Linked DNA regions of Zea mays: region 2 is linked to region 1. The links are chromatin contacts, called in public Hi-C maps. All regions are on one chromosome and are shown on one strand. Each heading gives the region's core, a stretch centred on a gene start, on an enhancer-like site or on the middle of the called end of the contact. The rest is flanking DNA. Distances are from core to core; before and after follow the strand shown. Region 1 holds the start of LOC100281304 (ras-related protein RHN1). Region 2 overlaps LOC103644362.

The links. Hi-C and Micro-C count contacts between places; a contact is called where the count stands out from the background.
Region 2: a contact with region 1 is called in a Hi-C map of leaf, with 2.8 times the contacts expected there. The contact joins the enhancer-like site here to the promoter of LOC100281304 in region 1. A contact is called at or near these places in 6 of 25 Hi-C or Micro-C datasets (bundle sheath, endosperm, leaf and 1 more).

What each region holds. Positions count from the first base shown.
Region 1 is chr1:307,909,684-307,915,811 of Zm-B73-REFERENCE-NAM-5.0, reverse strand. It overlaps LOC100281304 (ras-related protein RHN1), which reads left to right and starts at 1,848. Exons shown (of 7, transcript NM_001291637.2): 1 at 1,848-2,043; 2 at 2,548-2,625; 3 at 2,705-2,872; 4 at 5,552-5,600. The coding sequence starts at 1,867.
Region 2 is chr1:308,166,283-308,172,273 of Zm-B73-REFERENCE-NAM-5.0, reverse strand. LOC103644362 reads left to right here. Exons shown (of 7, transcript NM_001364970.1): 7 at 291-667. The coding sequence ends at 424. Among protein-coding and RNA genes, the nearest start is that of LOC103644362, 24 kb to the left of the region's middle. Within about 2 kb of position 4,518, at least 18 of the 20 cell types and tissues checked have an H3K27ac peak or open chromatin away from gene starts, as enhancers often do. A contact at or near this core is called in bundle sheath, endosperm, leaf and 1 more, where this site is marked.

The sequences.
Region 1 (6,128 bases), core at 599-3,098:
GTACAGCTCTATATCCTATACATTCAGATAATTATGTAACCAAATCCAGCACAATAACAATTATATAGGGCCAAGAACTGATTTCTACACTCAAATCGTCTAGGAACAACAAAAGGAAAAGAAGTTATGCAAGGTAACACTCAGATCTCACTGATTTCATTAAAGTCCTATCTACATGATATTTAGGGCTAGAAAAAATAAGAAGATAAAAGAAAAGAAAGTAAAAGGCAATTAATTCTATTTTAGAGAAGATATTAGTTTATAAGTACTAAGAAATTAGATTTGAACACTAGAAGAAAGAAGCCAGTTAAATCTATACTATACTTAAAGCACCAGTTTCAACGGTCGTCATGCGTCATTTTTTTTACAAATAACCCCTCACAACTATTTCAAATTAATCTGTTGCACGTCTATAGATGCCAAACGACGCCCGACACGGGCTAGATGCACGCGGGCTACAACTATGGCACATGCATGTCATGCCGGTGACCTGCTAACTGTATCGGGCCAGCCCGTTAGCCCGTCGATCCATTTAATTAAATCAGCGTCTATAGATGCCAAACGACGCCCGACACGGGCTAGATGCACGCGAGCCACAAATATGGCACAGGCACGTCATGTCGGTCTGCTAACTGTGTTGGGCCAGCCCGTTAGCCCGTCGATCTATTTAATTAAATCAGCGTAACGACGTCCGACACGGGCTAGGTGCACGCGGACCACAACTATGGCATAGGCACGTCATGCCGACCTGCTAACTGTGTCGGGCCAGCCCGTTAGCCCGTCGATCCATTTAATTAAATCAGCGTAAAATGTTAAAAAACGGTGCGGGAGGTAGGGTTCGAACCCATGCCCTGATGGAAGAAGGCCGAGATACATTGAGTGAAACTGTCTAACCAGTAGAACATCACGCTAAGATGTTTTTAATATTGAATATAAATTGTATATAGGTATATACGTTTTTTTGTAAAATAAAAAAATAATCGTGTCGGGCCGGACCAGCACTACGGGCCGAGGCTACAGCCCAAGCACGGCACAACGTTCTTTGCTCTTGCAAGCATTAGGTCGTTTTTGAGACCACATTGGCGCAATGGACTACATGGTGTTTGAGGTTGCTGAATTGGATAGAGCAGCAATGATTTGTCACACTAACAACAAAATGAAAGGTTATTTGTTGGTTTTAAACGTTAGTAATTGCTACGAAGTGGCGTAATTTATATGGAGCGCATCCAGTTTTTATTAATGCCTGACTTTAGCAATCATTCCATATTTTGATCTATCTTTTTTATAAGTTTGACTTCATGGGACATATTTTAGAAACTTGATCTCAAAAACTTTCTCTTATTTGGTCTCTGTATGATGGAATTATGTCATTTTATAATCTCTGTTCATTCAGTCAATCGTTGTGAACTCTCTTCTAATCGTTCACTTCATTGCCCGTGTTGTACCAAAACATATTTGCATGGAGTAAACAATAACATCAGTTAGCCAAATCAAAAAATATATTATACAGAGAGCGGAGACAATCAATAAAAAATCTTGAAATTTTTTTATGGATAGTTTAAGTGGGTATTGTTGTAAGCCATCGCAACGCACGGGCAACCGACTAGTGAGTGTTAAGGGCTAGTTTGAAAACTCCATTTTTTCAAAGGAATTTTATTTTTCAAAGAAAAAATAAACTAATTTACCTTGGGAAAATAAAAATCCTTAAAAAATGGGATTACTAAACTAGCCCTAAAATATAAAAAAACTCAAAACCCACCTCACCCCACACCTCGAGACACCAAACCTTCCGTAGGTTGAACAGCCCCGGGCAATAACGTAATTTTGCAAGGGTTACAGTGGAAACCCTTTTTTTCTGGGAAAACAATGAACCATATACCACCAACGGAACACGGGAACGGCGGAAGCAAACAACTAGAAATTCCCCAGCCCGGTTCCTTTTCGTGCGGTTTGATCTCGTCGGAGGCCCGGCCGCAGTTCCGCCATCAGCCATCGAATTCGATGGCGGCCAACTTCGGGAACAAGATCCGCAACGCCAAGCTGGTGCGATTCCTGTCCGGAGCGCTCAAATTCAGTTATTGGTTTCGCCGCAGATCGGGTCGCGGCCGGCCGATCTTGATCGCCAATACTGGGCTGCTTGGTGCTTAGCGCGTGGCGTTGTTGCGATCGTATACTTTCTTTGCCTGTGGATTATTGCGCCGGGACTAACCGACGGGTCCCTGCGTTTATAGTTGTTGATGGAAGTTTTTAAGAATTTATTTATGCCTTTTTTGTGAATTCTCTAATTTATGCTTCTGGATAAGTATTTTGGCTTCTTAGTAACTTATGTGCAGATAAACAGTAATCGTAATTTTAGCTGGTAAGGTTGTCAAATGTGAGTGATCAGTTTAGTTGACCTTCTATACCGGTGTAAGTTGGTAACTGAACTGCTAAATGGCCCCTGTCGTTAAATAAGTTCTCTTGCTTGAGGTTTTAGGCAGCTCGCAGTTTGCATTTTGATCATTCGTCATGTGAATACCAGTGTTTCATTATATTTCATTTTGTCAGGTTCTTCTTGGAGATGTAGGCGCTGGCAAATCTAGCTTGGTTCTTCGGTTTGTCAAGGGACAGTTTGTTGAATTCCAGGTGAACCTATAGAAATGCTTCTCGTGCTGAGAGAGTGGACCATTAGTGTTTGCTCTGATACATTGGTTCATCTTTGTAGGAATCAACAATCGGAGCAGCTTTCTTTTCCCAGACCTTAGCGGTAAATGATGAGACTGTTAAGTTTGAAATCTGGGATACTGCTGGGCAGGAGAGGTATCATAGCTTGGCCCCCATGTATTATAGGGGTGCAGCCGCCGCCATTGTTGTCTATGACATCACAAATCCGGTTAGTAATACACTAATGATTTACCTGTAGTATAAATAAACTAATGAATTAGGAATTCACTGTAGTTCCCCCAAACTTGTAATTTTGATGTTTTTTGTTAATTCAAAATGGTTAAAAGTTTTTTAAGTGAGATACCATAAATGTAGTTAGCAAAAGTTTTCTGATGATTGCATTCATGGTATACTTCAGAGGACTGTTTACACTAGTTGATATTCTGAATATGGCAAGTAACAAGTTCTAGTTTTCATCCTTACAGTAGTGCAAAAACTATTGAGCTTTCAATCATAGTTGTTAAGACGTCGCTTAAGCGAGGTTTAGGGCAAGGTGTCTGCCTTGCCTTGCGTCCGCGACTAAGGCGTCCGCCTTAGACAATAAGGCGTCGACCTGTCGCCTTGAGCATCACCTTAGAGATGCTTTGCGGACGCCTTGGATGGCTGTAGGGCAGGCCTGGGTACCTTAAGCAGCTAAAGACGCTGAGAACGCGAAGAAGGCAGCGCTCCGGATCTCCAGCGGCCCTGCCGCGCCGGCGAGCTCCCCCTTCCCTCCACGGCTCTGCCCTCCCCTCCGCGGCGAGCCCCTCCCTTCCCCCAATGCTCTCTTCCCTCTCTGCTGTCTCTGTTATCTCCCTTCTCTGCTTTCTCTGTTATCTCTCCTCTCTGCTCTCTCTGTTTCAATTAACTCAGTTTTAGTTAACTCAGTTTTCTTAGTCAGTCAACTGCTAGTGTTCTTCGTCAGTTAACTCAGTTTCAGTTCTCTAAATATGGATATTAATGTGAGTGATAGTGATGAGGCGAACGAGGCGGAAGATGATGGAGAAGAGAACCCTCCTACACTCAATGATGAGTTTGACGATGGCTATTGAGAGATGAGAGTGTTATCTATTACTATCACTTATGTTGGACTTTAAGTCTATTTTGTTGGTTTATGTTGAACTTGTACTTCTATTTGCTACTATAATACTATTTTCCCTATGTACTCGAGACTATATAAAAGAAAACAAGGGGATGACCAAGTATGCTACCTTGTCAGATTGCTGATTTTCCGTGCAGATACCTTGGAGTTCCTTTTTCCCTGAGAAAACTTCCTAGAAATAATATCCAACTAGTCATTGACAAGATTGCTGCTCAACGCCCCTCTTGGAAGGCTGACCTGATGAATCAGGCTAGGAGGAAAATTATGATTCAGTGTGTCCTTACTAGTATGGTTGTCTACCTTGCTATGGCTGTTGACTTGCCTTAGTGGGCCTTGAAAGCGATTGATAAAATCAGGAAAGGTTTTCTCTGGAGGGGCAGGAAAGAGGCTAAAGGGGGGCATTGTGTTGTGGCTTGGGACAAGGTGTGTCGACCTTTGGAGCTGGGCGGCCTGGGGATTGCAAGCCTTAAGGAGATGGCTTGGGCACTACGTATGAGGTGGCTCTGGATGGAAAAATCTGAACCTGGCCAGCCATGGGCCATTATTCCTATGCAAGTACCTAAGAAGGTCAAGGTCTACTTCTCTACCTTCTTTTACAGGAAGGTTGGGAATGGGGAGTCCACTTTATTTTGAAAGATAACTGACTCCATGGAAAAATTGGTGAACAGTTAGCTCCTAGGTTATTGGATGTGTGAATAGGAGGGCTATCTACTCTAGAACAGTCCAAGAGGCGCTTAATGTAGGGTTATGGATTTCTGATATCAAGTGAATCTTTAGTTTCTTGCCCCACAGCCCGAAGACTGGAGCTTTGTGGTTTGGTGGAGTTTGGCGGCTGGTCAGATCAGTGGGGTTGCTAGGCGAGGTCTAAACACTCTAATTATTCTTGGAGCTTGGACTCTCTAGAAATACAGAAATAGTTGTGTTTGATAAAAAAATCTCCCAACATTGAAGAGGCAATTCGTAAGGCTAATCATGAAAAGGAGATGTGGAGTCGTGCTGGGGCTAGGGATCTTTCGCTCCTCATAGCCCCCATTCCTGGTCTCTAGGTCTTTGTGGGTCGCGTTTCTTTAGGTGTTATGGATCTATTCATGTATTTTTGTTTTTGGCCTCCGTAAGTTGGCTTTGTGTTTGTGTTGTTCTAGTCCATTTTGGACTATTCTCTTTCTTCTTAATATAATATTGCGCAGTTCTCCTGCGCATTCGAGAAGAAAAAAACTCGAGACTATATTTCTATATATTCTATTTTAATGTTTATTTTTATATATTACTAAGGTGTCGCCTCACCTTACGCCTTATCGCTTAAAAGGTAAAAAGGGGGTCGGTCGTCTTACCTCGCTTTGCCGCCTTAACAACTATGCTTTCAATGTAGGTGTCTAAGAGGTACAGGTGGTGTGGCCTGTGATTATGCATACTTCTATTTGTTGCCAAAATACTTCGATAATACATAGTTGACGATACACCCTTCAGTGCTCTGCACTAATCATTGTGTATCTGTCTATCCTGTCTGCCCAATCAACGATGAACATTTTCTACCCAGTTTGTACATCTCTTATTTTGTAGCCATATTCCAACTTAATACGTGGTTCTCTGTTTGGTCATATTTCATAAAGGAATTAAAGAGCAATATAGAATTCTAACTCAATCATTTAACGGTTCTATTTCTTATCCGATCTTAAGTGCAAGTACTCCACCCAACTTCATATGTTTTTGTGTACTTAAACATAATTTTCGACATGTGTACTTAAACATTATTGTGTTGACCCTTAGGCCTCCTTCACCCGTGCCAAGAAATGGGTTCAAGAACTTCAAGCTCAAGGTACTTCATTTTTCTACAGAATACTAAGGATACTATGCCTATGTTTAGTTTTTTTCTGCCAAGAAATGGTTGGTTATGTTAGAAAAATGAAAACATGATCTTTATGCGCTGCTCCTTATAGTTGATACTTAACCTATATGGCATTCATCACCTGGTGTCTCTACTTTTCAGTATTAGCGAGTGTTTGGATACATAGACTAAACTTTAGTTCCTGTCACATCGGATGTTTGGATGCTAGTTAGAAGTATTAAATATAGTCTAATTGCAAAACTAATTACACAGACGAAGACTAAACTGCAAGGCGAATCTATTATGCTCCGTTTGAATGTCGATATTGGAGGGCATGGAATTGAATTGGGTTTAATACCAAATCAGCCATGGTATTGAAATGAGATATAATTACAACTATATTGTTTGGATGTCGCGGAATTGGAGTTTGGAATTGTGTGGTCTAATTCCACGCAATACAGAGGGGTGGTGCTTTGTATTGGGAGAGGGAGTTTCTAGGTATAGTCCAATTCCAGGGAA
Region 2 (5,991 bases), core at 3,269-5,768, 250 kb before region 1:
TAGGCTGGCAGAATCCTCAGCCAAATTTTGGTGAGAAATCAAATTTGCTTGTCGAGCTGGAGCCAAATACACATGAACCTTAAGTCATATGCAGGTCACCCATTTTGATCAAAAATTGCTCTCAGGCCATGTTAAAAATGGCACTCATTTGGAAAGTCCACCTGTTCAGTCCCTTCCAAAGGTTCCAGCAAACATATATGAAGACTGCATTAGTACTTTTGTGTTTTGAACTATCCTTTCATGTACAGTGTACAATATTCCTGTAACATTTTTTCCCTTGTAATGTGCAGAAGAAGCTGCAGGATTTTTGGACAAGGTCGGCGCCTACGCTATAGTCAGTTCCACTCCCGACTCTCAAGAATATGCTGAGATCCAAACTTACAAGACCAGTCTTCTGACGGCATTTGATCAACTGAAGTCATGATGTCCAAATGCCAATGGGTATATTAAGCAACATTTTAACTCTGCACTTTGCCGTGGCGGTTAATGTTCTAGTTTCTTGAATCGACGCAATTTATCTCTAGAACATGCTGGACCTCCTTTGTTGACCAAGTGGGTTGCTGATGGAAATGCATGTCTGGTTCATTTGTTTCAAACAGGACAGTACATTCTTTCCTTCTGTGGGCCAATAACAAGAGCTTTAATTTATTTATTTTCTTGGTATAAAGTGGGTTGCAATCCAAACAGATTGCATTTGGACAGTTGCAACTGTACACTCATTTAGGAAGGATAGGCCTAGCGGCAATTGTGAGAAGCCTTTTCACTGAGTCAAATGACCTAGGTTCGACAGTCTCTATGCAAAAATGTAGGAATAAAATTTGCCTCGGTTTTTTAGACCGCAATCGACATGTCCTTGTATGTACCCTCAGTTGTGTCTGTACGTACCCTCACATTTGGTGCATTTGACTTTCTGCAAACAGTGATGCAAAGCATGCAATATCATGAACAAAACCATTTTCCAGTGAAAAAATAGTCAGGTCCGTTTTGAAGAACCAAAAAAGATTCTGCGCATCGACCTGTAGCTAATCAAAATTTCAATATTTTGGTTACAGAAGGTAACCTGTTATACTTTGCTTGAAAAAACCTTTAGATATTTAATGGTTTCTAATAACAAAAGATTTATATATGTTACAGGTTCCAGGATGTACAGTGAGGTAGCTATAGATCTAATCAAACGTCAGGTATGAGTCGGATCAAGGTCGAGTCGTGGATTGTCGGTACGGTCCGTACCCGACCTGTGTTAGTGTTGGGTTGGGTTGGGTTCGTCCGTGCTTCTATGTCAGAGTTGGGTTGGGATTTTTTCGAGTTGGGTCGGGATTTTTGACTTTGGGTTAGAATTTTTTTGGGACCGATTGGGTTTTGGATCAAAAATTATATCCGGTTCGACCTGTAGATTGTTGGGGTCAAAAACTAATGTTCGCACTGCCCATTGTATTGGTTGGGCGGGGGTTTTCTCTACGAGTCGGGTCGGGTTAGTTTGGTGAGGTGGCTCATGGTTAGATCTAGATAGCTATAATATATCTAAGCGATATGTATGAGTGCCAACATACTTACAACTTTCCAAGATCAATGTGCCAATGTTGTTCTTCAATTTTATTGAATAACATTAAAGCAAAATTATAGATGGAAATAGAGCTATACTCTATTTGTTTGTGAAAATTAATTTCCAGCTACTAACTGAAAAGGCACACTTTGCCGATAAAACATGTGTCTGAAGTCTGAACAGATGTGCTAGCATATTTAATTGAATAAACAATGCATAAGAGGCTAATCACCCCGTGACGCATGTCCTCAGGTCATCGGCCATCGAAGATGACTGACTATAAGGGCCATGTTTTCCGGCCGATTAGTAGCGCTTTGTTCGTGTAAAAGTGTCACCTCTGGATTTAAAGGGTAAAGCCGGATGCGTCTCATATGTGTGTCAAAAAAGAACAACACATATAATGACCAAATATATAAAGATAAATGTCACAAACATTATTACATTGCGAAGATGTCTTATAAAAATAAATGATAACAATAAAACGAACTAATAATTATTCTTTGACACCATAAAGCTGACTGGGAGACGCCACCTAGACAAGCTCGTACTTCTCGTAGTAGACCTCCTCCTAGGCTACCTGCTCTTCACCTGTGGGGGGGGGGGGGAGTTTATATATCATAAGGGTGAGCTCACAAAAGATCACAGCTCAACAAGTTGAGGAATAATGTTCATGAACTCACCAAAGGTGTGAGCTCATGTGAAGTGTAAGACTGATCAACAAATAATGGTTAAAGCTGAACATTGCTTTTAATAAGTTGGCCAAATTTTATTAGCAGTTACTAAATGTAAGTATATAACAATCCAGAGTAATAATAGATCAAAATTAATAATAAAACCACAATGCGATGCAAATGTCAAATTGAGTTTAATTTCATAAGTTAATCATGCAAGAGTCCTGATCTGCTCATGACCACGAGCACGGCTAGTATACTAGTTTTACACTCTGCAGAGGTTGTACCCTTTACTCACAAGTCATGTTATCCATCTGCCACGGGGTTGTACGGGCCCCGTATACATGTACCAAGGAAGCGAGGCAGGGTAACACTACGAGGCCTTTACAAAGTTCCACTAACTTCAGAAAACCCGCTACAGTTTTAGGGATCACAATATAAGAATCCCCCGTCTGAAAAGCCATCGCAGCAAAATCAACCTGAGAACCTCTCTATACCGACAACTCCCCTACTGCCCTTGCCCCTTTAGGGTAAGGTAGACCTCCACTAGCTTTCCTAATTAGTCAGCCAAGAGCGTCACATTCCACCCTTGTGGTGGCACGTTTATCTCAAGTTAAGCTCCATGTTCCAATTAACACAATAGTCTTATCATGAATAGAATAGAACAACAATAATAAAGCATGATCATGAGTAATAATTATCTTAACACCCAAAACCACATATAGCAATAGCAAAGACTACCCAAAAGTTCAGGAGTAAACAAGGTATAAAGATGACCAAACTAGGGTGACCTATTGGGTCCCATCAAAATTATGCATAAGCATGCCAAAGTGATTATAGAGAATATTATTGGGTAAATAAAAGTGGTCAAGGGCACAACTTGCCTTCAACGAGCTTCTGCTCAGTACTTTCCACCTGCTGAGCATCTAGGTCCTCAGTTGCCTGCCCGTCTACTCGCAACAATACAAACAAACATGGTACATAAAAAATTAACATCACACCAAACATGAGAACATACTGCATAATAATATTCTACTCATCGTAACGAGATCATAGGTTCGAGAATCACTAAATTCGGAGTTACGATTAAAGAGTTATGATTTTATAAAGTTTTAAGTGTTTGGTATAGAATAACCTAAGTGGATAATTTTAATCTATGTTGCACGATAAAACAGAGTTACCAGGTGATAGACAATATTAATACAAAATTAATGCAACTGGAATTGATAAAAAAGAAATTAAAATAGATTTACTATGATTTAAACAAGTTTCTAAAATTATTTTAATACTAAAAATCATTTTCTATTTTAATTTATTAAATCCGACATCAAATTGGACTGTGGCATAAAAAATGAGAAAGTCCAGGGGTTATTTTAAAAAAACCAGGGCCCTATGGTAATTACTTTGTACTCAGTGTGGACGACGGGTTGATTGCTTAAAAAGTCGAGGAATCTTTTGCAAAGACTGGCTGAAAGGGTATGAAGGGTCCTTGGCCGTTAGATCAAAAAGTGTGCCCCAGATTAGATCAACCCCATCGGTACTCAACGGTAGGGATGAAAACGGACGGAAACAGACGGAAAAACCCCTCTCCCGTTTCCGTATCCGCGTTTTATCATCGGAAACTGGATCAGGTCCGGAGTAGTCGGGAACGGAAACGGGAGCGGGATAAACGGAATTGCGAAAACGAACGGAAACGGAAATACTAACAAAAACTCACAATTTAATACAAAAAGAAACGATATTGATTTTGACTAGTGATTGATTGGTAGGACAATAACTTAAAACAAATAGATATAGAGAGACAACATTCTATTGTTGTTTGGTTGCTAATAGTATACATTTAGCTACATCTGATGTTGTTTAAGACTTTATACCACTTGTCATTGAAAAGAGTCGATGTTTACAATGGCCACTTGTGCTATAATTTGTCACCTAAAGACACGAGACTTTAGTTTATATACTAATGCATATTAGACTCGTCCCATATTTATCAAATACGGAATAAATACGGGTTCAATCCGGACAAAAACGGGATCCCACAAAAACAGACGGAATAAACCCTCTCCCGTTTCCGTCTCGTTTCTATATTTTTCCGTAAATACGAAAATGATCGAATCAAATATAGAAAATGGTACGAGTCGGGACGAGATTTTACCTGTCCGTTTTCAACACTACTCAACGGGATCCGTTTGATCTGTGCTTAGCGGTCACGATTTAAAATACTCAGATCTAATCTGCGTCGCTCACTACACCATCGACGACACGGATGTATCTACTCCCGTCACTACCCCGATTGAATGTGAGCCGTAGATAAAAAAACCGACGGCAAGCGTGCTCTTGGTCACACCCGCCTAACTCTGGCCGCTGGGGATTATTGCTCGCGGTGGCGCCATGGCCGGACCACGCGCTACGGCGATCTCCACGGCTATCCCCTAATCCACCCTATGCTACATGTAGAGGATAACAGTACGAAGCGATGAGGGTCGTTCTCACCGAGGTGCACGTAGGAGGTGCAGCAGCCCACGGTGAAGGGCGGAACCGCGGTGGCGACGCGACGACGGCGAGAAATTCGCCCGTTCTCGATGCACCGCGACCCCCGCCAAGGCCACCAACATGCTCTTGATGCCCAGCACAGCACCCAAATTCCACACCGAAGCCCCAACGATGGCGTCAAGAGTTCACCGACGGCGGCCGCCCTCAGATCACTCCTCTGCTCGCGGCGAGTCTCTCCTGGTGGCGCTCCGATGGCTTTGTGTGTTCGGGTGGGGGGTGTGCGTTGCCAGGGTTCCCCCTATTTGTAGGCGAGGAGCTACGACCACGACGGCCACGCTGGGGTCAGCGGCGCGCGTGGCGGCCGTTGCGTGAGCTTCGCGCCGGTAGTTACACGCAGGAGCTGGCAGCGAGGGCCCAAAGACCAGCCTCATGACAACGGCCGAGCGGTAGTGAGCCACTGTCACGTGGGGTCGACATGTCAGCGTCCGCGAACCCCGGAGCGCGCGCGACCAAGTGACGGACAGGTTGGGCCCACCTATCAGGGTGCGGAGCTCCCAGCTGGGCCGTGCGGGAGGAGAGGAGGTGGGCCGACCCAGGGTTTTGGCCCATGCGGCGTTTTATATTTTTTTCTTTTTCTTTTCCTTTCTGTTTTCTTTTCTTTTTATTTTTAAATCTCAAATTTGAATTCAAATTTTTTGTGAATTTCACAATTAGATTAAATGCACAAATCAAAATACCAGCATGAAAAGATATATTTATTTATATATATGTTTTTTTATAGTGTATATTCTTTCCACTTTCTTTTCTATGCCACTTACAATTTTCTAGATTTCAAATTAAGTTAAACCCTAATTTCAGCATTAATATCTCATTATTATTATAATTAAGTGCACAAGCAAAATCTCCAACATGATGCATAGATTATTTATGTAGCTTTAGTTAATTTAGGCACTTTAAATATGATTATTAATATTTCTCATGAATAGAGAGCAATACACATAAGAAGATTAATTCTTTTTTTTTATTATCTACAAGTTGGGTATTACCACAAGCTCATGGGCCGGCCCAGTAAAACATGAAGAAATTGGATCGGAGAGGAAAGATATATACTACCAAAACGAGCAAAATAAGCTAAACAATGAAGAGAAAACAGTACTGTAATGTAATTACGTGGTGAATGAGGCTGCATGGACCCGGCTCAATGTCATGCAAGCTGCCATGATCCATCGCTTGTCAGGATGGGTTTACCTAAAATATTGTTTTTGTATTGTTCTGTACTATAGA